Regions from separate parts of the Mus musculus genome. Here regions 2, 3, 4, 5, 6 and 7 are each linked to region 1. A link is a contact called in public Hi-C, HiCAR-type and promoter capture Hi-C data. All regions are on one chromosome and are shown on one strand. Each heading gives the region's core, a stretch centred on a gene start, on an enhancer-like site or on the middle of the called end of the contact. The rest is flanking DNA. Distances are from core to core; before and after follow the strand shown.

Region 1 (3,240 bases), core at 231-2,730:
AAGCCCCGGCTGATCCACGAGATAGCATCAGGGCCACCAAGCCCCCGAAGTGTAAACAGGGCCCGGAAGCGGGCCTGCAGGGGCTGCTTGGGGTCCACCAAGGTCTTCCCTATGGCCTCTATCTCTTGCTCCGTTACCATGGCAACGGCCTCCCCAGCACGTGATCTGCAAGGCCGGATTCTAGGCAGTAGAAACCTACGGTAGAAAAAGGAGAAGGGGAAATCTCAAGCTAGGGCACACACCTGCATATCTGCCATTCCAGCCCCGGGATGCTGAGGCAGGAGGACCCCTGAGCTCCAGGCCACAGAACTTTCTCCACATCCATCCAAGTGCTGGGATTAAAGGCATGCGCCACCACCACCTGGCCAGACTTTTTCAGGATAGCTTAGATGAGGGATCTAGAAACTGTCAGTTGCAAAATGGATCTCACCCCTGCCTCCCACACCACCTTACTGGAGGTTCTCATGTAGCCCTGTGGGATACACTTTATCCGTCCCCTCCTCCCTCCGGACTTCTCCCTGCTCCTGCCTTTGCACAACTTGTACCCTCTGCATGGCCCCATAGATGCAGGACAACACTCCCACACAGGTGTTTTCTTTCACGGATGAATTAACACGGAAACAGACATCGTCCAGTATAAGAGGACCGGCCCCTGTCAGCCATTAGACATACAGCAGATGCATACATAACAAACTGGACTAGCAGGCTGTGGCAAGCTGGAAGGCCTTCTGGGCTCTGATGTCACCCAGCGTCCCCGAGTTTAATGAGGCAGGTATGGCTGCCTCACCAGTGATGCCCATCAGCCTACAGTCACACCTTGAAAATGGAATTCATCAACACACATGAAGCAGGTCTACGGGAGCTGGCAGCAGCTGTGTGGCAGTGAGACCCACATCCCGATTTACCCCGAGCAACAACAGGGGAGACCAAGGATCTCGTGGGTCCAAGAGTGCCCATTCGAGGTATGGGGCCTCCCGCTTAATTCAAAAAGGCTCCAGGCTGGGCAGAGGCTGAAGCAGGAAGATAACCGGTCCCAGGAGATCCTGTTTCCAAATACTTAAGCTGAGAGGTCAAGCGCGGGCCGGCCTGCACGTGAGCCCCGCATAGGCGGCCAACCTGTCAGCTAAGCACGGGGTAGGAGGAGGCCATTCGTAGCCACACAGTGGGTTGGAGGCTAGCCTGGGCTACATGATATCCTGTGTGACGTCAAATACTGAAGGAAAAGGGTCCAATTCCCCGTAGGACCCCCTCAAGGGAAATCCCAGCGCTCCCGGGAGCAGCGAGTACCTCAAAGCGGAAGTCCCCCGAAGGGGGGGCACTTCTGGCACTGCTCACCGTGTTTTCGTCTACAGGGACTCGTCAATAAGCTCCGTATACTCGGGACAGATGGAGAGAGTCGCTGCGACAGCTCCAAGAACAGGTCCGCGGACGCATCTCGCGCGACGTCCTCTGGACGCCGCCATCTTGATGGCCACGTGACCATGCTGGGCGGAACCATCGTCGCGACTAGGGGTGACCACACCCGGAACGATGCGGCAGCGACGCCCCAGGACTGTCCTAAGAGCCGGAGAAGCAACTTCCGGTCTTCCTCCGGAAGAAGAGTTTCCGACCGTCTCTCCCATAGAGAAAAGAAAATGGTTTGATCCCATTCACAGCACAACCGGGCCGGCCGTGCATAGCGCATGCGCAGTGTATAGTGGGCGTGGCTATGTTCTACAGGGCGCGGCCAATGGTCTCTGGGACCAAAACAGAGGAAAAGAAATGGGAGATAAAATAGGCGTTACGAGCAATCTCAGCAGTGAGGGCACTTGCAGTCAATTTGAGAATGAGTTCGATTCTGGGGATCAACAGGATATACGGCAGTGACATGACCATAAAGTCGAAGTTTAAATTTTTAAATATGCCGGGCGTTGGTGGCGCACGCCTTTAATCCCAGCACTCAGGAGGCAGAGGCAGGTGGATTTCTGAGTTCGAGGCCAGCCTGGTCTACAGAGTGAGTTCCAGGACAGCCAGGGCTACACAGAGAAACCCTGTCTCGGGGAGAAAAAAAAAAAAAAAGCCGGGCGTGGTGGCGCACACCTTTAATCCCAGCACTCGGGAGGCAGAGGCAGGCGGATTTTTGAGTTCAAGGCCAGCCTGGTCTACAAAGTGAGCTCCAGGACAGCCAGGACTATACAGAGAAACCCTGTCTCGAAAAAACAAAACAAATGTATATATGTGTGTGTGTGTAAATGTCATGAAGTTCATTACTTTTTTGGTTTAAAGATTTATTTATTTATTTTTAAAGATGTACTTATAATATATAAGTACACCGGTTGTGAGTCACCATGTGGTTGCTGGGAATTGAACTCAGAACCTCTGGAAGAGCAGTCGGTACTCTTAACCACTGATCTCTCCAGCCTCCTCATTACTTTTTTTTTTTTTTTTTTTTTTGAGACAGGGTTTCTCTGTATAGCCCTGGCTGTCCTGCAACTCACTTTGTAGACCAGGCTGGCCTCAAACTCAGAAATCCGCCTGCCTCTGCCTCTCGAGTGCTGGGATTAAAGGCCTGTGCCACCACGCCTGGCTTCCTCATTACTTTTTTAATGATTTATGTACATTGGTGTTTTGCCTGGATGTGTGTCTATGTTAGGGCGACAGATCCTCTGGAACTGGAGTCAGAGTTGTGAGTCACCATGTGGGTGCTGAGAACTGAACCTGGGTCCTCCGGAAGAGCAGTCAGTACACTCAACCACCAAGCATGTCTCCAGCCTCCATGAAGTCCGTTATTACATAATTATGTAAATTTAATTTATGGTAATAACAATTTTTAAAGTAAAAATAAAATTAAGACAAAAATACACTATTTTTCAGAATGCTACCAGGAAGCCTGTTATTATATGGGCTTGTATGATGCATGGATATAAATGTGGAAAATGCAAATGTCAGTACATACGCTAAAAATACACAATTTACATGCCAAAAATTCAAAGTAAAATGAATATTAGACTGGGAATGAATGTTTAAAACATTTTATAACTGAGCTTACATCTTTAAATCCCAGCACTCAGAAGGCAGAGGCAGGTGGAGCTCTGTGAGTTTGAGGCCAGATCTACACAGCAAGTTCCATCCAGCGCTACATAGTGAACACCTGCCTTAAAATACAAGAGAAAAATCACGTCTGCTCTGTGATGCGGCTCTTTGCTAAGCAGTCCTCCATGGGCAAGCAACATGGGAGGAAACCCACAATGGAGCTGACAC
Region 2 (3,240 bases), core at 212-2,711, 1.7 Mb after region 1:
CGCAGATAGGGTCATTAGCCTGCATCCCTTGCACGCAGCTCTCCCTATGGCCCTCGAGTGTACACCCACTCGGGACACACGCGCGCGCACAGCTAGCATCCCAACAGGTACTTCTAGAGACCCACCAGCCACACCTCTAGGGACACGCCTCCCCTTGATCCACCGAAACACGCCTCCCCAGGACCCTCTCGGGCATCACATCACAAGCTCGCTCGGAAAGGAGAGACAGACGCAAACACTCGGGTCATGGCCCTACGCCAGCTTCTTTCGCTGCACGCAGCAGCCAACTCAGGCCACGTCCGTAGCCACACACCCGGGATGTGTGGGTACTCGGAACGCGCCCGCCCCGGGCGCAAGTGGAGACCGTGGGAACGCGAGGCGCCCGCTTAATAACGCCCTCCCCGAGGCCTCCCGAGCGCGTCCTTTCCCATGCGTCCTTCCTTATTTCTTCCTTCTTTCCTTCCCTTCTTTTCCTTCCTCCTCCTTTTTCTTCCTTTCTCCTTTCTACCCATCTTTCCACCCTCATTTCTGCTCCGCGGCCTACGGGCACCCACGTTCCCCTCTATTCGTCCTCTCCACCCCTATGCGCTCAGACCCTGGCCCTGAGGCCGCGGTTCTCGCCCACTGCAACTAGGGCGCGCGGGAGGGGGAGCGCCAAGGACCCCCTCACTCCAGGCCTCCAAAAGGGCGGACCCTCTGCACACCAGGGTCCCTCGGGGGTGGGTCCGGGTCGAGCCCGAGGTCACCGCGAGGGGACTACCCCCCATCCTCGGCCCGGTGACTCGAACTGCCACCACCCCGAGGTCACCATCCGGGACGTGGCGCCCCGCCCTCTCCCGGGCGCGCCAAGGACGGGCCCCTCCCGGAGGCGGCACCTGAAGTCGCTGTAGGGGTGGATGATCCAGGCCCCCGCCGACTTCACGCGTTCCTGCTCGCGCTCCACGGCCTTCTGGCTGCCGAACATCCGCAGGGAGAACTTGTTGACGCCGGGCTGCAGAAGCGCCCCGAATTGGCGCTGCAGGAAGCTAGCCTGGCTGCCGCGCGGCTCACCCGCCGGGCCCGCCTCCTCGCTGCCCGCCTCCTCGGCCGCCGAGGGCCCGGAGGCCGCCCCGCGGCATGAGAACGAAACCTTGGGGCCGCGCGCGGGGCCCTCGGGGCTGCACTGCGGCTCCCCGCGCCCGCACTCGCCATTCGCGCCGCCCTTGGCCGCGCCAGGGGTGCAGGCGCTGTCGCGGCTGCAGAGCCGGGCGCGCGGGCCGGGCTCGTCCGCCGACTCCGGGTGCGAGGGGGTCGTGGGGTTCGGGGGTGGCGCGGGTGGTGGCTGAGGCTGAGGGGGCGCGGGCGGCGGCGGCGGTGGCGGCGGCCCCGGCGCAGGGGTCGTGCCCGGACTATCGCCCGGCCGCCCGCCGCCCCCGCGCGCATCCATGGCGAGGCGGCGCCGGGCAGTGCGGAGCGGAGCGGCCGCCGCCGCCGCCGGCCGAGCCCGAGGGAGGGCGGAGCCGGGGGTGGAGCCTCTGCTTGCGGGGGAGGGGCGGGGGCGGGAGCCCCGCCTCCACCTGAACCACCCTCACCCCACACAGGGATGGATGGGGAAACTGAGGCTCTGGCCAGCAAGCAGGCTCAAGGTCAGTCAGCCCCTTGAGACCTTGGAGATGCGCTCAGGCTCGGTTCCCCAGGGGGAAACTGAGGCCAAGGACGAACCCAAGGTCACAGAGCCCAGCCGGCGGGCCCCTGCCTTGACGCACGATGCAGACCAAGCCCTGGTCCACTCTGGGGTTCCTCCGCGATCTCGAGGACACCGCGGGCGGGGCAACCGCTGACGCTCACCCCTCGGGTGCCAACTCCTTTCTCGGTTCAAGGTGGCAGATTCCATAATAAAAGTGTGTTCCCGGAGGCTACCATATCTCTGGCTCTGTCGCTTTCACCGCCTCCAAGGCAGAAACCTATGAATATTTGTGAGAAGGGCTGAGATCATTCTGGGTTCTAATCTCAGCCCATCTCCAAGCCCTACTTGTGGGGAAACTGAGGCATGGTCAGGCAACAAAAACAGTAGCAAGACTCCTGTGGCTTCTGGCGACTTCTCCCTTAAAAAGTGAGGATCCCAGGTTAGGTAGTCCTTAGCGGTCTCCAGGGGATCCTGGTTCAACTTCTGCCTCTGTACATATACCCGACCCCTACTCTCTGCCACCTTGACTCAGGCATCAGTTACATTCCACACTTTACCCCAGGTCCGGGGAGACATTGGCTCCTGGGGGTCCTAAGGCTGTGGCCTGAGGCTGGAGCCAGGTGACACTAGTTCTGACTCTAAATTCCCACCCTTCTTCACCAAAGAGTGGAGAGGATTTTATGACAGGATGTTGGGGAGAAGGGAGGAAATACAGGGGAAGAATAGCTGTGAACTGGTGGGAAGAAAGTTCTCATTCAGGAGACTCTTGGGACCTTCTTATGTCCCCTCTGGGCATCCTTAGATTCTCCCTTATTTCCCTGGACCCTAAGTTCACTTAAATCCTTCTGACCTTTTACAAACTCCCCTGGATGCTTCTGGACCCTTTCTAGACCCTTTTAGATCTTCTGGGTCCCTCTTAACTTCTCTTGGACCCTTCCAGCCCTTTATGGGTCATCAAGGTCCCTACAGCCTTCACTGTTTCTGGCCTGACCTCATATTTAGCTATTGGTTGAGTGTCTCAAGAATGGGGCTATGACTTCTGTCTGCTCACAGTAGGTGTCCAGTGATGTTGGATGTGCCATGCCAGCTGCATGCCCTCATCTGACACAGATGGGCTGCCCCGACCCCGGGGACTCTGGAGCTGCCCCTGGCACCCCTCTGGCCTCCACTTTTGAACATCACAGTTGACAGTGCCAGGCTGCTCCGCCCCAGGGCACATGCCTGTTCCAGATGAAGGGGGATCTTTTATGTTCACCCTGGGAAGATGTCAGCTGGGCAGGTCGCCAGAGCTCCAGGACTTGTGGTTGAGTGCAGGGGAGGAGGCAGCATGGCTACTGGCTGGCAGAGGACCTGCCATGCCAGGAGACTGCTCTGCCAGGCAGCCCTTGGGCTCACAAAGGATTCTAAAAAGAGCCAGGTGTCTTCTTTTTCTTTTAAGATTTATTATTAAATTTAAGTACACTGTAGCTTCAGATGCACCAGAAGAGGGCGTCAGACCTCATTATTGGTGGTTATGAGCCACAATGTGTTTGCTGGGATTTGAACTCAGGACCTTCAGAAGAGCAGTCAGTGCT
Region 3 (3,240 bases), core at 485-2,984, 1.5 Mb after region 1:
TTCCTGATGGGGGCTGGGAGCTCCTCCAGGGCCACACTGCTGATGGCAGGCAAAGTGGCCTTGTTACCATTTACAAACCAACAGAGCTGCCGGGATACACCCTAGGTTACTGATCAACCCCAGCCCCTCGTGACTGCACCCTGCCGCCTCACACCTAGCCTGCTTACAGGCAGCAGCAAGCCTACCACAGCTGGCAGGTTACCAAATGGCTCTCAGGGGTCTGCCTCGTGAAGGGATTCCACCAGAAGTGGTGGCTGGGGTATGTGTAACCCTCTGCTTGGTTTACTGTTTTCAAAGAATCTTTTGCGACATTTCTCTGCACTCCCTTCTAGAACTCACTTCGATCTGCCTATCTCTGGCAGGATTAAAGGTGTGCACCACCACACCCCGCTCAAAGATCCTCGGTAAGTTGCTCAAAGGAGGCAACTGGAGACTCCTGTCTGTCATCTCAGCACTTAGAAGGCTGAGGCAGGAGGACTGCCATAGGTACTCAGCTTGAAGCTAGGCCAAACTACTTTTCAGAATCGTGTTAAAAGGAAAGCCGCTTACTAAGCCTGGTGACTCAAAGCACTAGGGAGGTTAAGGTGGGGAAAATCAGGAATTCAAGGCCAGTCCTTATCCAAAAGCCAAACAAAAAGTTTCAACAAAAAAGTCGGGGCCTGGTGACGCAGGCCTTTAGTCCCATCACTACGCAAGCAGAGGCAAGCGCAAGCAGATCTTTCAGACCAGCCTACAATGAGATCCGGTCTCCAAAACAAACCGAAAACTACAAAAAGTTGCCAGTGGAGGGGGCATCCGGGAAGCATGTGGGAGATACGGATGCCAGGCCGGCGCCCACACCGGAGACCGAACTGAACCTCACTCTGGCCCACCCGCCCCTCCAATGGGGGGCCCTGGAGGCCTCCTCCGGACACCTCCCCCCAGGCGGGAAGGGCGGGCGCGTTCGGCACAGGTCCGCGCGCGTGCCCGCACCAGGGCGCGCGCCCTACTACGCGCGCGCACCCGGGGTCGCATGCGGCGTGCGAAGCGACATTGCTCGGGGCACAGGGCGAGCCGGCCGGATTGGAGCACGGCAGGCGGGAAGGATCGCAGCGGCCGAGCCGCTCCGAGTGAGCGCGTCTCACCGGAGGGAGCGCGCGTGCACGCGGAGGGCGGGAGGGGGGCGCTGGGTTCCTCCGGATGAACCGCGCGGGCACCGGAAGTGCGCTGGGCGAGGGGCTTAAGGGGAGCCGAAAGCTGGGTGCGGTCGCCCTAAGCCAACCGGCTTCCTTAAGGGCCTCAGACGCCCGGGATTCCGAGCGCGCCACGCGGAACGAGGCCACACGCACGCGCCCATTGCAGCGGTTAGAGGGATCGGCGGGGGCCAAAAGTCCACGCGCGCGGCAGCGATGGCTGGGACGGAGTGGTGAGCGGAGCGGCGTGCGAGGGGCGCGGCAGGACTTACCCGTCCATGGCACACGGAAGAGACCCGCGGGGAACGGAGCGGAGGCGCAGGAATAGCAGAAACCGACCCAACGGCTCCGAGTTATAGACTCACAAGATGGCGGAGACGCCCGCACACGTCCCCCGCGCGCGATCCTCATTGGTTCCCGCTGCGGTCTGTGGGCGTGGTCAACCCCGCCTGCCCCCGCCAGGGCCTTCTATTGGTCAAAAGGTTACTCCAAGGGCGAAACGCATCCAGACAGCAGACAGCTGTTGGGCGGGACGGCCGTCAGTCAAGACGGAAGACGGAAACGGCCGGTGGGGGAGGGGGAGGGAGTGAATGAGTAGACGCACGTGATACCATCTGAGCCAATGAGCGAGCCTTTGTTCGACCCGTGGGACGCCATCTTGAGAGTGGGTACGTGGCGGGTCAGACGCAGAGAAGCGTGCATTCTGGAGGTTGCCTCCATATTGCAAGCAGGCACTGGAAGCCGTTAGCCTCCAACGTGAGAGTAAAGCAAGCTGCTTCGCCATCTTAGAAGCGGGCAGAAAACCCCGTATTGCCCTAGCTTGCTTGTGGTCACGTGGCCAGAATTTGGCCTTTCAACCGAGTTTCTCCTGGACTAGATCGCAACGAGGTGGAGGCCACGTGCTTCATAGACGCAGTCGCGACTAGATTGTGAATCATCTCTTTCCGTCTTTTGTCTACCCACAGCAGCCAAGCTCCATCTGTGTCGCAGGGATGGGGAAACCGAGGAAAGGAGCCGCAGTGTGGCTGGTTCTGCCTAAAGCTGGGGAAACGAGGCTACAAACTCAGCAGCCGCAGAATCCACTGGAGGGACGAAACTCCGCCCTCTTGTACCTTCACCCCAGCAGCCAGGATTCTGCCTTCCAGTCCTGGGGTATCACAAAGCAAGACGGGTTCTCCAAGGCCTAGTGCAGGCTATAAAACAGATCCTTTGGTAGGACTCCCAAAGGCACAAACTATCCGGATTCTTGTCTGCCTGGTTATCTGCTAAAAAAAAAAAAAAAGCCAGGCAAGGGGGAAAAGTTTCTCCTCCGCCCTGCACGGGAGGTGAGCCCAGAGCACTGGCCTCCCTTTTCTGTAATACAGGGCTCGTGGGAGGCGGGGCAAAGGGGCTGGCGGCTATACTGGTTTCCTTGCAGATCTGGCCAGGGGCCCAACAGCCTTGGAGCCCCAACGCGGGCTTGGTGCCAGAGGATTCCAGCCTGGATTAGGGGCGGCTGCCGATTTCCATGGAGGCCGCGCTGGGAGTGAGGTCTTTCAGGCCCCAGCCAGCCGGCACAGCAGCTAGCTTGAAGGCCCAGAATCACTAATCAGGACCGTCTCGCGGATTTAGAAAACACATACACACACACAACAAGGCATAGGATTTGAGCCCTCTGGGACTCCCATCAGGTCCTGGCTGGACCATCAGGGATAAGGTTGGCTGCCAGTTTTTGTTCTCTGGGTGGCTGGTGCCAAGCAGGAGCCCCACCCTCAGAAGCTAACCTGCACGGGTGGCTGCCAGTGAAGTTGGAGGCTGCTCATGTCCAAGAAGCACAGGTCTACACTAGCAGAGTTTGTTGAAAGCCATTTCAGAGACCTCCCAGAACCTTTCTTATGAAAACGGTTTGTGTGTAGCCCTGGCTATACCGAACTCCTGCTGGCCTCTAAGGCCCAGAGATCTGCCTCCTGAGTTAATGGCCAGCCCCACCACGCCTTGCTTCCCGGAACCACTGAATGGTCTTGTTCACCTTCAATTCCTTATCTGCTTCCTGATCCGAATCAGACCTCCATTACCCAGTGGGGAACAT
Region 4 (3,240 bases), core at 449-2,948, 1.5 Mb after region 1:
TATATATTTATTTATTTTTGAGACAGAGTCTTACTATGTAGCATTGCTGGTCTTTGGCTGTCCTAGAACTCACTATGTAGCCCAGGCTTGCCTGGAACTTACAGTAATCCTGCCTCATCTCCCAGAGTGCTGGAAAGACAGGCTGGGACCACCACACTCTTTTTGTTTTTGTTTTGTTTTGTTGGGTTTTGTTTTGTTTTGTTGGTTTTTCGAGACAGGGTTTCTCTGTGTAGCCCTGGCTGTCCTGGTTCTCACTCTGTAGACCAGGCTGGCCTCGAACTCAGAAATCCGCCTGCCTCTGCCTCCTGAGTGCTGGGATTAAAGGCGTGCGCCACCACCTTCGGCCCACTGTTTTTGTTTTTATTTCTTTTTTTGTTTTGAGTCACAATCTCAGTCTATAGAGCAGGTTATATCAAAACTCACAGCAATTCTCCTGCCTTACGTGACTGAAAACTGCACACACACCACCAGCTCCTCTTTGCTGCTCCTTTTGTGCTGGGTGTCTCTGTATGGCCATCAGGCCTGGGGAGCTTGCTGTTCCCATGAGGAAACTCAGAAAACATGAGGCTGAGGTAGAGTCTGGGAACACAGCAGTCAGTTTGGGGAAAGCATTGAGACAGTGAGAATAAACCCATAATATTTATACGTGAGCCCTGCGGTGCCTGCGTGCTCGTGTTTATATTTGAGCCCTGCAGTCCTGCGTGCTCATGTTTATACGTGAGCCCTACAGCCTCTGTGTGCTCATGGGTCCTTTCAAAGGCCCTTTTTGGTTTTTTTGAAAGAGGGTGTCACTATGCAGGCTGACCCCATGGAATCCCCCCGCCAGTCTCACAGAAAGAGAGAGGAACACAAGCAGGCTTCTTGGTCCCTGAGACCAACCCTAGCTTGACCTGACCTTTGGGGACAGGGTCTCTCCTTGGCTTGCTGCTTGCTGCTTAGGTGAGATGGTGGCTGGAGAGTCCTGGTGATCCTGCCTTCCTCCTGTACCCAGGGCAGAGGGATTCGAACTCAGGTCCTCACGCCTGCAGCACAAGTGCTTTACAGATTGAGACATCGCTCTGGCCTCCACACCACTCCCTTTTTAATGATTTTAAGACAGAGTCTCACTGTGTAGGCCAGGCTGGGCTGGGACTTACAACAATCCTCCAGACTCAGCCTCTTGAATACTGGGACGTCAGCCGTGTACCACTACACTCAGCTTTCAACAGAGAGTTGCAGGGTCTGTCAGCCTAAGTCCCACTTCCCAGTGGGTCACAAGAGTTTGTTAAGGGCCTGGTATACAGTAGGTGCTCAGCAGATAGTGACTATTCCGATCTAACATCTTAGGGCCTCAGTTTGTCCCATCCAGGATGGGGTGGGGTCAACCAGTGGGTACATTTACAGGACTGCCTCTGTGGAGAGGAAACCCTTGAAAACAGCAAGCACTGCATAAGTGCACATTACAGTCCTTTATCCTCAAGGCATCAACTGCCCAGGGTCAGGAGGGTGAGGTGGCCCTGGTGGTTGGACAGAGGAGAGGTGGGACGGGGACGAGGGGGAGAGAAGGTAGAGGACAGCCCCTCCACCCCTGTGTCTTTGTCTCCTTTTGCTCAGGCGCCCAGGGACCTCACCATGGAAACGGACTCCAGCGAGCCGCGGGCACGGAAGGCGTGGGGGCCGAGGAATCGGCGACCGTGAGACGCAGGGAGGCAACTGGAGGCGCGGGGCGCGGGATCTCGCCTTCCCCACACTGCGCCGCGCGCTCCTAGGTCCCGGAGATCAACCGTGCTCGCGCAAGGCGCACAGAAGGCACGCGCAAGGGGCAGGGACGAGACCCAGATTGCGGTCCCCGCGCAGGGCCAGAGACCCTGAGACCCGCAGAGTGGGAGGCGGAGGCGCCCAAGCCGGGGGCGGGGTTGGGGCGGGGCCGAGCGGGCTGCAGAGCGCGCAGACAAAGAGCTCACGCGCCGCACACCGCGCCCGGGCCTCGCGTCCCTCCCACGCGGGGACCCTGGCTTTGTGTCCGCGCTTTGCAAGGGACTCCGCCCTCCTTGCTCCCTCCAGGTGAACGAGCCGCGTGCGCGCGCGGGGGCTCCGGCCTCTCCCTTCCCCAAGTTCCCCCTCTGCTCCAGCCTCAGTTTCCCCGAGCCCTCTTGGCTAACCCTTATCTCCCCACCTGGAGACTCCATCTGCGCAGCTCCTAGTCTCCAGCCTGCCTTTGTCCCCCTGCAATCTCGGCCTACAGCGCCAACGTCACCATGCTTGCTATGAAGGAGAAGAATAAAACGCCGAAGGACAGCATGACACTCCTGCCTTGCTTTTATTTCGTGGAGGTGAGTGGGGGTCGCGGTGAGAGATCTTCGTGGCAGGGAGCTTCTGAGACCGTCCACTTCATGCTGCAGGAACAGGAACCCGCACCGCGGAACCAGGCCACCTGGAGTTGAGATGGGGATGAGGCTGGTTCCAAAGGCACAGGGTTTTACAGGTCGAGTAGGAGTTGCAAAGCCTCAGAAAGGTCCTTTAGAATGTGGGAACAGATGGGGGAATGCTAGGATGCTGGGCGTTCCTTTAAGGACAGGGTTGAGAAGCTCAATTGGGGGCGGGGGGGTGTGTGCTGGAAATTGGGGCATTGGAGGTGAACAAGCCCCAACTAGTGAGGGTGGGTGGGTGCTGGGTACTTGGCTCTGCAGTACCCGAGGTGCGTCTAAATTCAAGCACTCTTCTAATGGCATGACTGTGTGCCCCACGCCCAATCTCCACCAGAGCTCGTCAACCCCTCGGTGAATCCAGACAGCTGTGGTGGAGAGCTGAAAGCATCTAAAAATAGAAAACAATAAATGCATTCACTTGGTGCATACTAAGTGTGGAGGGTTGCGGTTTCCTTTGAATGGCAGAAGCTGTGAGCCAGGCAGAGTCTCAGAAGCCCCTGATCAGGCTGGAGCCCAGCCTTCTGTCCTCAGCAGGTGACCTGTGTGAGCCACAGAGCATTAGGGGGAATGCTTATGTCCCAACATGACATTTAAGGGTGACTATAGCCCACTCCAAGGCTCTGCCCAGCCCCTCAGACCCACTCTCACCAGAATCCTTTGAAATCTTTCCAGAATTTGCTTTACAGCTATTTTTTTCCTCACTCAATTTAAAATGATTTTCATGTATGTCTTTAGTGCTGGCTACAGAATCCAGGACCTGGAGCTTAGACCTGAGGTCTACACCTGACCACGCCCCCACCCCACTCACTGGGGAATCCTAGGCGGGCCTCCA
Region 5 (3,240 bases), core at 321-2,820, 1.5 Mb before region 1:
AGAATGTAAGAGGGAAAACCCGAGCAAAGGGAACAAAAGAAGAAATGGCTTGGCTTGGCTCCTCCCGGTTCAGAGATCTGAGCACGTGGGTCGCCAGCCTGCAGTGTCCCAGCGCCGGAGATCGGGGAACCTGCGCAGCTCCTACCTTCAGGGCTGGACCATGGCCGCCCTCCGCCGGTCGCACCTTCCGCTGGCTCGCCGCCTCCCGCGGCCTTTCCGCTCGCCCGCGCCGCTGCAAGGCCCCGCCGCCCTCTGTGGCACAAAGCAGAGCGGCAGTGAGCCTTCCTCCGGGCGGGGCTTCCGGGACGCCACGCGCCCTGGGTCACTCTCGCCAGTGGACTCCGACCCTTAAGCAGCCGGGCCAGCAAGACTCCAGGACCCCCAGAACTCAGAAAAGCTCTGCATGGCGGCTAAAAACACCAGCCTCGTAGCCACCTAACATTAACACTGCGTGGTCTGGTTTTTGATCGCTGCGCCGGGTGAATGCAACACCCAGGGCTTCCTGGAATCTGAAACCGCGGGCAAAACGAAGGTCCACAAAGACGCTATCCATCCGCTCTGGATGACATCAGAGGAGGATGGTCCTATTTCACAAAGTAATGAACTCGGAAAAGTCTGGAACTATTGAAAATGTAGCCCACAGCTAAATGAATGAATATGTGTGTGTGTGTGTGTGTGTGTGTGTGTGTGTGTGTGTGTGTAGTGTCAGTATGTCATATATACTGACACCAGCACTTAAAAGCATAGTTATTCAGTACTAGTACCAACAGTGAGATATATTTACAAAGTGCTATAGCATTATATATATATAAACATTTAGTCTTCACAATGTACTTTTAGATGTATTACCAAATTACCATGTCCATTTCATAGGTAAAGGAAACCGAGCTACATATTGTCAACCAACTTGGGCAAGTTCGAGCTGCCGGTCAACATTGGAGGCGAGACTCAATCCAGGCAGGATTGTCTCTGCTCTGTACTAGTCTGCACCGCCTCCTTCAGTTAGGGAAAGGCTGTGCTGTAGTCCCAGCTGCCCTGTTTAACTGCCTGGGTCAAGAAGGGCAAGCCACTAGGAAACATGCGATTGCCAATTCCAAGGAATTTCATGGGGCTTAGGAAGTGGAAACATTTGTAAAGGCATGAAACTCCTTAATGTTATCACGGATTTATATACTTACTCGTCACAGTGTTATATATACCTCAAGATCACTGCTCTACAAAGAATACCCACTTTCTCTGGTTGCCAGGCATCAGCAGACAAGGGCCAGACCCAAGTCCTCATATCCTGAAGCTTGTGACCCGGGCTGTCTTCTGCTTACCCTAGCTTGTTCCCAGCCTGCTCAGTCGCACATTAAACGATCCCCTCCCGGACATTTCCAAAGCACCACCCCGGAGCGATGCTCCCAGGCCCGCCAGCGACCGTCCCGGGCATCCCAGGTCCCCAGCGGTCAGCTCCACGCTGACACAGAGCTTACATGAACAAGGAAGGTGAAACCACCAGCTCTTCTCGCCCCGCGGTGTCGGCGTCCCGCACCTCCCGCGTGGACGCGAGGCCTGACGGAAGCAAACTGAGGATAAAGAGCTGCGGGTTCCTAGTGGCTCCGGGAAGCCACGCCCTGCTCTTAGTAGGCGGGCGAACTGCCCGTGTCAGAATGACAAAGCAAAAATCCAGTCCCCGCGCAGCCCCGGCAACCTGTCCCGGTTGTCCCCGCAAAGTGAGAGCTCCTAATTGGACCGTACAACATCCTCGCTGCTCGGAACCGCCCCCCGACCCAAAGGCCGCGGCTGCTATTCAAAGAATGTTGGGAACCAGAATCGAGTAAGAGTGTGGAGTGAGTAACCCGGGCTCAGCCCTAAGGCGCTGCTATCTACACAAGCTTGCGTTAGTCACATGAGGAATTTTAAAAATATTGACGCCCGGCACCCATACAGACGATCTGATGCCCCTGGCACTGGCTGTGACCCTGCCAAATAGTTGTTTTCTTAAAAAAAAAAAAAAAAAAAATCCAAAAGTTAATCTAATTGACTGCAAAGGCGGCAGTGACCTAAGGTAATGGATTAGTCAAGTCTGGTGATTCTCTTAAGGAAGTTCCCTGGTTTTTTAAAGCTATGCCTACTTCATCCTGAGTTACCCTGAGAAGAAATGACTAGTTCCCCTTACAATACTTCCTCCTCGTCCCAATCGGGCTTGGGGGTTCACCTTAAGGAAAACACTTGGCACACCACCACCAGCATCGACCAAAGAAGGCCTTGTCCTTTCATGCCTCCTGCCTCTAGGCTACTAAGAATGCTTGGTGAATGAATGAATGAATTGTCTGACCCACTATGGAAAAAAAAAAAAAAAAAAAACTAGGTGAGAAGGTTGCCAGCCTGAAGCCACGCCTTCTGAGAACTGGCCTCCCCACTTTCCTTCTAGGCTCTTCCAAGGTGACAGTAAGAAACTTGCATAAACGGACACACAGGCTGCCAGGCTGACCAGATACTTAGCCCACACTGCCCGCTGCTCATTTCTTGTGTGTGTACAAGCAGTGCTTGAACCGGAGCAGCCCCTGATACGCAAGTGTCAGGACTGGCTACAAAGTGTCTAGCTCCAAAGTGTTCAGGGCAAACGTAGTTAAGGACCAAGGGATGGCAAATCTGATTACCCCTGGCTCCCCAGCCAAGCTCTGTTTGCCGTATTTCAGGCACTGCACATTGGGACAGTCTGTAAAGGAAGGTCATGAACACCCCCTTCTTAAAAATACAGACAGTGCAACTTGTTTCAAGAGTACGACAGGGTAGAGAGAGGCTCTTCTATCACTAAGTTACAATAATGTACTAATGCTGTGATTATAGGATTCTAATAGCTTGACCCTGAAAGTGTCTTACATGGACTGGTCAGAGAGGGATCACAGTTGAGATGTTACTTTTTCTTTTTTTAAAGATTTATTTATTTTATGTATTTGAGTACACTGTCACTGTCTTCAGACATTACAGATGGTTGTGAGCCAACATGTGGTTACTGGGAATTGAACTCAGGACCTCTGGGAGAGCAGTCAGTGCTCTTAACCACTGAGCCACCTCTCCAGCCCCAGTTGAGATTTTTTTTTCTAACAGCTTATTAGAAAAGACTACATATGCCACTGCAACTCCCCACTGCTCTTAAGATAAGCAGACTATAGCACAAGTGGCTAAAACAGCTTCCCTGTTGTGAGGAGATGCAGAGAGCTCTACCCTGGTCCAGTTTAAAAGCAGTTCCTC
Region 6 (3,240 bases), core at 469-2,968, 1.5 Mb after region 1:
TAATTTCTCTTTTGAAGTGGGGAGGCACAACCAAAACACCTAGCGCCAGCCGGTAGTGGGCTCTGTTGTGACCCCTGCCTGACCCTCCATGTTTCAGCTCTGATGAGGGTGGCTGGTCCTCTCTCTAGGACTCTGCAGACCTCCCCAGGACACTTTCTTGTGTGTGTGTGTGTGTGTGTGTGTGTGTCTGTCTGTCTGTCTGTCTGTCTGTCTGTGTGTGTGTGTGTGGCGCACATGTATGCACGCCATGTGCCATGAACCTGGACAAGCATTGTCTCAAGGGCTCATTTTATGCTTTTTTTTTTTTTTTTTTTTGGTGATGTGTGTATCTTGTCCCCAGCTCCCTAGGCCCTGCCTGCCTTTCAGACTGTCCTCTCCTCCTCCTTCTCCCCTCTCCTTATGCCAGGGGTCCAGGACTTCCAGCCAGAAGCCTCTGACCTTGTGTTCCCTGTCCCCTCCCCTGTCCCCTCTGCTGCTCAGCATAGCTGTGGTCACTGCAGAGGTCTTATATGTTCAGCAGGCCTGGCCCTCCTTCCCTTCCCCTTCTGTGTGATTCTTTGAGCTTGGGGGAAAGGGACGATTTTAATAAAGCCTTGGTGCTCGAGTCCTGTCCCCGTGTTTGTCTTTAGGTTTGGTGGGGGTGGGTGAGACTGGGAGATCACTGAGGGCACGAGCTAGCAAGCTGGACACGGGGGAACCTCAAAGTCTCTATAACATTAGTTCATTTTACAACATGTAAAATGCTTAAAGATGAGGTGCCAGGTTGGGGTTCGATGGGGAAAGCAATTGGTTAGCATGCTCAAAGCCCTGGGTTCCATCCCCAGCACCATTTAAACCACATGGTGACCAGTGACAAGTGATTTTGAGGCCAGCCTGGGCCATGTGGTAGACAGGTCTCATTGTTGGACACCTCTGAATCCTAGCACTCAGGAGCCAGAGGCTGATGGATCTCTGTGAGTTCAAGGCCAGCTAGTCTACATAGCCAGGGCCATACAGTGAGACCCTGCCTCAAACAACAGTCACTTGAGGGCCAGCAAAATGGTTAAGCACGTTAAGGTGCTTGCCGCCAAGCTTGATGATCTGAGAGCAAGAACCAACTCCTTGTCCTCTTACGTGCACTGTGGAAGGCACACTTATACACACACACACACACTCACACAGGAGCCCGTGGCTTGGTGGTACACCTCTGTCATCCCAGTAGGTAGGTAGAGGCAGTCACTGGAGAACCTCATCAGTGTCAGGCCAACCTGAGCTATACAGTGAGCAACGAGCTCTGCTGTCAAGAAACAAAATAGAAAAAACGTGAGTGAGCCTCCAATAGGATGTTAGGGTGCTTGTCAGTTCCTCTGAGGAACAAAATATGGAACGCTTCACGAATTTGCGTGTCATCCTTGCGCAGGGGCCATGCTAATCTTCTCTGTATCGTTCCAATTTTAGTATATGTGCTGCCGAAGCGAGCACAAACAAGGCTTTTCTCCAAGGGATATTTATAGTCTCAAAACACACAATTACTTTACAGTTAGGGTGAGTTTCCTTTTGTGCTGTTTTTTAAAATAATAATTTAGTATTTGTATCTCTTATAGAAATCCAAGCCTATCATGTAAAATGTAGCTAGTATTAAAAAGAACAGATTATCTGTCTTTTATCGCACATTAAGCCTCTATAGTTACTAGGAAATATTATATGCAAATTAACCGGGGCAGGGGAGTAGCCGAGCTTCTCCCACAAGTCTGTGCGAGGGGGCCGGCGCGGGCCTAGAGATGGCGGCGTCGGATCCCGGGCGTTGGGGCGAGTGTGGACCGCGGCCGCCGGGCCGACTGGGCGCCCGGGGCGGACAGGTTAGTACGGCGTGCGGGGTACGGGACTCGTGGCTGGTGCGTTTCAGGCTAAAACCGCGAGCGGAAGGCCGAGGGGCGGGGCTTGCGGGGTCAGAGGGCGGGCCTGGGAACAAAGCTTGCTGGGTAGAGGCCGTTGTGGGAGGGATGTGAATAGGGGGAGCCTAAGGCGACGGGGTTGAGGAGGGGGCGTGGTCCGAGGGGCTGAGCCTCCCTGGGAGGGGCGTGGCCTGAGTTCAGAAGTTGGATGGAGGGGCAGAGTCTGAAGAAATAAGACTGATAGAGAGGGATGTGGCCTAGGGAGCGGAGTCTAAGGTGGGCCGGGGTTGGGGGTGCTAAAGATCTGAGATCGATGCAGAGAGGTGACCTAGTAGTCACAAGCTGAGCAGAAACTGAGGCTGAATTTACCAGTTTGGTTTGGAGGCGGAGCCTAGGGTGATTAGACAATGTGGGTGGAGCTTAACGAGCTTGGGCGGGAGGTGGTGGAGGTGTGTGTGTTAAGACTCAGGATTTAGCCGGGTGTGGTGGTTCACGCCTTTAATCCCAGCATTTGGGAGGCAGAGGCTGCGGATTTCTGAGTTCGAGGCCAGCCTGGTCTACAACGTGAGTTCCAGGACAGCCAGAGCTATACAGAGAAACCCTGTCTCGAAAAACCAAAAAGAAAAAAAAAAAGACTCAGGCTTTTTGCCAGGCGCACGCCTTTAATCCCAGCACTTGGGAGGCAGAGGCAGGCGGATTTCAGAGTTCGAGGCCAGCCTGGTCTACAGAGTGAGTTCCAGGAGAGCCAGGGCTACACAGAGAAACCCTGTCTCAAAAAAAAAAAAACAAAAAAAGGCTCAGAATTTGAGCCTTGGATGTTAACTTGTTGAGAGTATTGTGTGGCATGGGCTGCTGCGGGGTCTAAGCTACTAGGTCCCAGGCAAGGCTTGGAGACTGAACTAGAGTGTAGACTGAGGCCCAGACTGAAGTGGTAGGGGTGGGCCCGGTTGTGTGTGTGGAGGGTGCTTAGCGTTTGTAGGCTGAGCTCAGGCTGATCTGGGTTGCCTAGGGAGGAGTGACCCCAGGCGGGGCATCATGGATTTTATAGCAGGGCTCTCGCTGGAGAACATTCTAGACACCCTTTAGCTGGGAGCTGCTATAGAGCACTGCCTCCCTTTTCCCCAGGAGCCAGGGACCGTGCTGGGTGCGGTGGGTATGATGGACCTGGCCTATGTGTGCGAATGGGAGAAGTGGGCCAAGAGCACGTACTGCCCGTCGCTGCCCCTGGCTTGTGCCTGGTCCTGCAGGAACCTCATTGCCTTCACCACAGACCTACGCAATGATGACCAGGGTGAGTGCTGGCTCTCCTTACCTGGCTAGGACCTGGGGATCAAGACCATGTGGGTGGGCTTGCCAGGTGTGGCTC
Region 7 (3,240 bases), core at 288-2,787, 1.5 Mb after region 1:
TTGTGGAAGGGGGATCTGGCTGCAGTGGGGAAGAGACCCAGAGCCACACCCTAGTCCCCCCACCACCTCCAAGCCTCAGGTCAGAGAGAGAGAGAGAGAGAGAGAGAGAGAGAGAGAGAGAGAGAGAGAGAGAGAGAGAGAGGGAGGGAAGGAGGGAGGGAGGGAGGGAGAGAGGGAGGGGGAGAGGGAGAGAGGGAAGAGAGAGAGAGAGAGAGAGAGAGAGAGAGAGAGAGAGAGAGAGAGAGAGAGAGAGAGAGGTCACTAGCTCGGCCAGGCCTTGCAAAACACGGTTATTTGGAGTTGTGCAAGGCCAGGGCCCGAGGGTGGCGAAAGGGGCCCCTCTCTCCTCCAAGGGAGGTGGAGGGGGAAGGGCAGGAGCTGGGGAGGGGGCTGGGAAAGAAGGCACTGTGCCCCCCCAGGAGACGTGTGCAAAAACACACCCCAGTCAGAGGACAAATGTAAAACAACAACAAAAAAACAAACAAACAACCCCCCCAGTGGAGTCGGTATTTCAAAGGCTTCTTGGAAAGAGCGAGCTGGGGAGGGGGGGTGACCCTGCTGCCCAAGTCGTAAAAAACGGAAGATATTTGACAAACCCGCTGCGAGTTGACACACACGCGCGCACTCCGCGCTTCCTGCTCCCTCTTTTGTGTCGGGGGGGGGGGGGCAGGGGACCCTACCGGAGGGATCTGGATGGGCGCACCCCGCGGGGCAAGTGGAGACCCCAGTCCCAGTAGTACACTGGAGCTAGGGAACGAAATGGGGGGGGGGAGATGGGCGGACCCCGCTGGACACAGGTTTGGAAGAGAAAAAGAACTGTAGGTACCGGGGCGTGGTGGCGCGCCCGGCCTGGGATTTTCCCAAGCACTTGGGAAGGAAAGCTGCGGCAGGGGGATGGCCTCGAGTTTCAGGCTAGTCTGAGCTTTAACTCGAGTTCTAAGTCAGCCCGTACTACACAGTAAGATCCTATCTCCAAACATCTTTTTTAATTAATAAGAAAAAGCAAAACCATGTTCCCAGAGCGCAGCCCCCAGTCCTCTGCGCGCGCGCACATACACAGACACACACACCCCGGGTCCGTTTCCTTCCGCCAGGGGACAGCGCGCACTCGCGACCCCCGCGCACTCGTGTACCGGATGAAGGTCTCCAAGATCTACAACCGCAACAGCCACCCCAACTCTGATCCGTCAAGTCGCATACTCAGCCCTGCACCCCTCTACGCGCGCGTCTTTGCCTAACTTTGGAGACCCCGCAATTGTCGGTTTCCAGGGTGCCCTACGCTGCCACCTTTAGGAGAGATCGCTAGAGCCGCGCTGCAAAAGGCCTTACCGCCCGGGGTGGCCCGGGGGGCGCATGCCCCGGTGCCCGGAGCCCAGCCCAGAGTCCAGCCTGCTGGTGGCCTCCGGTGGCCTCTCTCCCCCTTGGCCTCCCCCTGGTGCCCAGTGCACGCTCCTGGCTTCGGGGTCACCCGCCTCACCGAGTCTCCAGGCCGCGTCTACATCTCCATCCGTCTGGATCGGATAGGGACGAGGTCTCCGCGCGCGACCGGGCCCCCCGCCCCGCCCCTCCCCCACCCAGCAGACGAATCGCCGTGTGACAAATTGCTCTCAGATGCAAATACCTCGCCGGTGATTCAGCAGCCCCGGGGACGCAGGAGGAGGTGGTGGGTGTCTCTCCAGGGTCCCCCTTTCCAAGCTTTCCCAGGACACCACACCGGGGTCCCCCTTCTCCAACTCAATCTGAGGACGTCCACGGTGGGAGGAGGTGGAGGGGAGCCGGAGAGCCGCCACAGAGTGGACGGAAAACTTCAGGTCGCGGCCCCTTTAAATGATAATAAATAATAAAAGGAAGGGGGAACCGGACTGAGGGACGCTCCGCCCCCATCTTAGGGACCGTGCGCAAAGTGCACGCCGCAGCCCACGGCGCAGAGGCCGCGAGCGGGAGGGCGGGGCTGCGAGAGCCCCATCGCGGGAATCCCGAAGAGTTAAAAAGGGTTCCTCGCCCCACCTCTGAGCGGAAAGTCACCTGGGCCCCCGGCCGTTTCCTGGTTTCACCCGGAACGCAAGATGGATAAGCCAAGCTTGGAGCTGGAACCTCCGCCCACTATGCTACCCTAACCTTCCGGGCCTGAGGCTCCACGTCTCTGAAATGGGCTTAAAAACCCCCGGCTAGGCTAGATCTGCGGGGGCTGGGACGCTGGGGTGTGAGGGCGCTGCGTGCGCAAAAGCACCGGGTTGGGCTGCGCGCGCGTTCGAGGAAATGCGAGGAACCGTGACGACCGTACCTAGGAGCGAGGGAAAGGAGGGCCATCCTTTAACCAACTCAGTGAAGCCCCTGCCTCGGTCTACCCAGTTCGTCTCGGGAGAGTACTGGATTCTGAGGTCCCATTTTGCAGGCTGGGAAACCGAGGCATGATGTGAGCTCAGCTAGAAGTTGAGACGATTCTAGTGGGTAACGCCAGTGCTCAGGGCAACCCCCGACCTCGACTAGTTCCCCATAGGTGGTGCTCAGGTCCCTTGTTAGACTGTTGTGGGGATCTTGAGCAGTCTGCCCCTTGAAAGCCACTTGTGTGAGTGTCTGGAGAGATGGGGTGGCTCCGGCCAATCCAAGTTCCCGGAATCCTCCCTAGAATCTGAGACTGCAGCAGTTGCTTGGAACCTTAGCCTGCAAGGCTAAGAAAGTTGCAGGTGGCAGCGAACTGCGCCTTCAAACTTTAGACACCTTGATGTGTTGGGGTGTGGCCCCGGGGTGGAGCTGGGCCTGCACACCAGCATTCTTCTCCAGCATCAAACGGGCTACTAGCAGATCTTTCTCCCTCTAATCATCTTGTGTGTCCCCTGTAAACTTGGGCAACCCCCCAAAACATTCTGCCAAGATAATGAAAGCAACATACATTCCCATTCTCTCTCTCTCTCTCTCTCTCTCTCTCTCGTGTCTGTGTGTGTGTGAGAGAGAGAGAGAGAGAGAGAGAGAGAGAGAGAGAGAGAAAGAGACCGAGACCAGAAGGGCTTCAGCAGCTCACGCATAGAGGTCCTAGGAAAACTTAGTGGAGTCGGCTTTCTCCTTCCACCTTTATGTGTATTCTGGGATGCCAAGATTCTCAGGACGCCAAGCTTGTCAGCAAGTGCCTTTACCTTCTGAACCTTGTTGCTGACCCCTAAAATACTGTTCTTAGTATTTTTTGATAGAATCTTCAAAGACAAAAGCCTAAATCTGCTGGTCCCTTTTTTATGGCAGGGA

What was found. Promoter capture Hi-C pulls out the DNA fragments that hold promoters and counts their contacts. A called contact is a pair of places that touch in the nucleus more often than the background predicts. HiCAR-type assays count read pairs that join an accessible place to other places. Capture Hi-C pulls out chosen DNA fragments and counts their contacts.
Region 2: a HiCAR-type map of astrocytes shows a contact between it and region 1, with 4 times the contacts expected there. The contact joins the promoter of Hcn2 here to the promoter of Dohh in region 1. A contact is called at or near these places in 4 of 39 promoter capture datasets (erythroid cells, frontonasal cranial neural crest, hippocampal neurons and 1 more), 1 of 115 datasets of contacts at active chromatin or transcription factors (astrocytes) and 1 of 9 other capture datasets (liver).
Region 3: a contact with region 1 is called in a promoter capture Hi-C map of liver, with 4 times the contacts expected there. The contact joins the promoter of Ptbp1 here to the promoter of Dohh in region 1. A contact is called at or near these places in 1 of 484 Hi-C or Micro-C datasets (B cells), 6 of 115 datasets of contacts at active chromatin or transcription factors (astrocytes, bone marrow-derived macrophages, cardiomyocytes and 3 more) and 3 of 9 other capture datasets (adipose tissue, liver and pancreatic islet).
Region 4: a promoter capture Hi-C map of liver shows a contact between it and region 1, with 4 times the contacts expected there. The contact joins the promoter of Plppr3 here to the promoter of Dohh in region 1. A contact is called at or near these places in 3 of 39 promoter capture datasets (liver and neutrophils), 2 of 115 datasets of contacts at active chromatin or transcription factors (embryonic forebrain and regulatory T cells) and 1 of 9 other capture datasets (liver).
Region 5: a contact with region 1 is called in a Hi-C map of B cells, with 8 read pairs. The contact joins the promoter of Txnrd1 here to the promoter of Dohh in region 1. A contact is called at or near these places in 1 of 39 promoter capture datasets (pre-B cells), 1 of 484 Hi-C or Micro-C datasets (B cells) and 2 of 115 datasets of contacts at active chromatin or transcription factors (astrocytes and pancreatic cancer cells).
Region 6: a promoter capture Hi-C map of pre-B cells shows a contact between it and region 1, with 2.8 times the contacts expected there. The contact joins the promoter of Med16 here to the promoter of Dohh in region 1. A contact is called at or near these places in 3 of 39 promoter capture datasets (cranial neural crest, hippocampal neurons and pre-B cells) and 3 of 9 other capture datasets (adipose tissue, liver and macrophages).
Region 7: a contact with region 1 is called in a promoter capture Hi-C map of liver, with 3 times the contacts expected there. The contact joins the promoter of Arid3a here to the promoter of Dohh in region 1. A contact is called at or near these places in 4 of 39 promoter capture datasets (hippocampal neurons, liver and pre-B cells), 2 of 115 datasets of contacts at active chromatin or transcription factors (astrocytes and pancreatic cancer cells) and 2 of 9 other capture datasets (liver and pancreatic islet).

The regions. Positions count from the first base shown.
Region 1 is chr10:81,382,674-81,385,913 of GRCm38.p6, reverse strand. Dohh (deoxyhypusine hydroxylase/monooxygenase) reads right to left here and starts at 1,480. Exons shown (of 5, transcript NM_133964.3): 1 at 1,336-1,480; 2 at 1-195. The coding sequence starts at 140. It overlaps Gm48551 (predicted gene, 48551), which reads right to left and starts at 1,480. Exons shown (of 6, transcript NR_168929.1): 1 at 1,336-1,480; 2 at 1-195.
Region 2 is chr10:79,714,855-79,718,094 of GRCm38.p6, reverse strand. Hcn2 (hyperpolarization-activated, cyclic nucleotide-gated K+ 2) reads right to left here and starts at 1,461. Exons shown (of 8, transcript NM_008226.2): 1 at 876-1,461. The coding sequence starts at 1,426.
Region 3 is chr10:79,852,926-79,856,165 of GRCm38.p6, reverse strand. It overlaps Ptbp1 (polypyrimidine tract binding protein 1), which reads right to left and starts at 1,734. Exons shown (of 14, transcript NM_001077363.2): 1 at 1,445-1,734. The coding sequence starts at 1,452. It overlaps E130317F20Rik (RIKEN cDNA E130317F20 gene), which reads left to right and starts at 1,195. Exons shown (of 1, transcript NR_029447.1): 1 at 1,195-3,240.
Region 4 is chr10:79,873,092-79,876,331 of GRCm38.p6, reverse strand. Plppr3 (phospholipid phosphatase related 3) reads left to right here and starts at 1,698. Exons shown (of 7, transcript NM_181681.2): 1 at 1,698-2,312. The coding sequence starts at 2,238.
Region 5 is chr10:82,857,536-82,860,775 of GRCm38.p6, reverse strand. It overlaps Txnrd1 (thioredoxin reductase 1), which reads right to left and starts at 1,570. Exons shown (of 15, transcript NM_001042513.1): 1 at 1,476-1,570; 2 at 146-252. Gm38560 (predicted gene, 38560) reads left to right here and starts at 1,768. Exons shown (of 4, transcript NR_156010.1): 1 at 1,768-1,819.
Region 6 is chr10:79,907,416-79,910,655 of GRCm38.p6, reverse strand. It overlaps Med16 (mediator complex subunit 16), which reads left to right and starts at 1,718. Exons shown (of 15, transcript NM_198107.2): 1 at 1,718-1,838; 2 at 3,000-3,165. The coding sequence starts at 1,761. It overlaps R3hdm4 (R3H domain containing 4), which reads left to right. Exons shown (of 8, transcript NM_177994.5): 8 at 1-604. It overlaps Gm24019 (a small nuclear RNA gene), which reads right to left and starts at 1,461; the gene lies at 1,355-1,461.
Region 7 is chr10:79,925,638-79,928,877 of GRCm38.p6, reverse strand. It overlaps Arid3a (AT rich interactive domain 3A (BRIGHT-like)), which reads right to left and starts at 1,537. Exons shown (of 9, transcript NM_001288625.1): 1 at 1,478-1,537. It overlaps Gm40715 (a long non-coding RNA gene), which reads left to right and starts at 1,887. Exons shown (of 2, transcript XR_001779822.2): 1 at 1,887-2,416.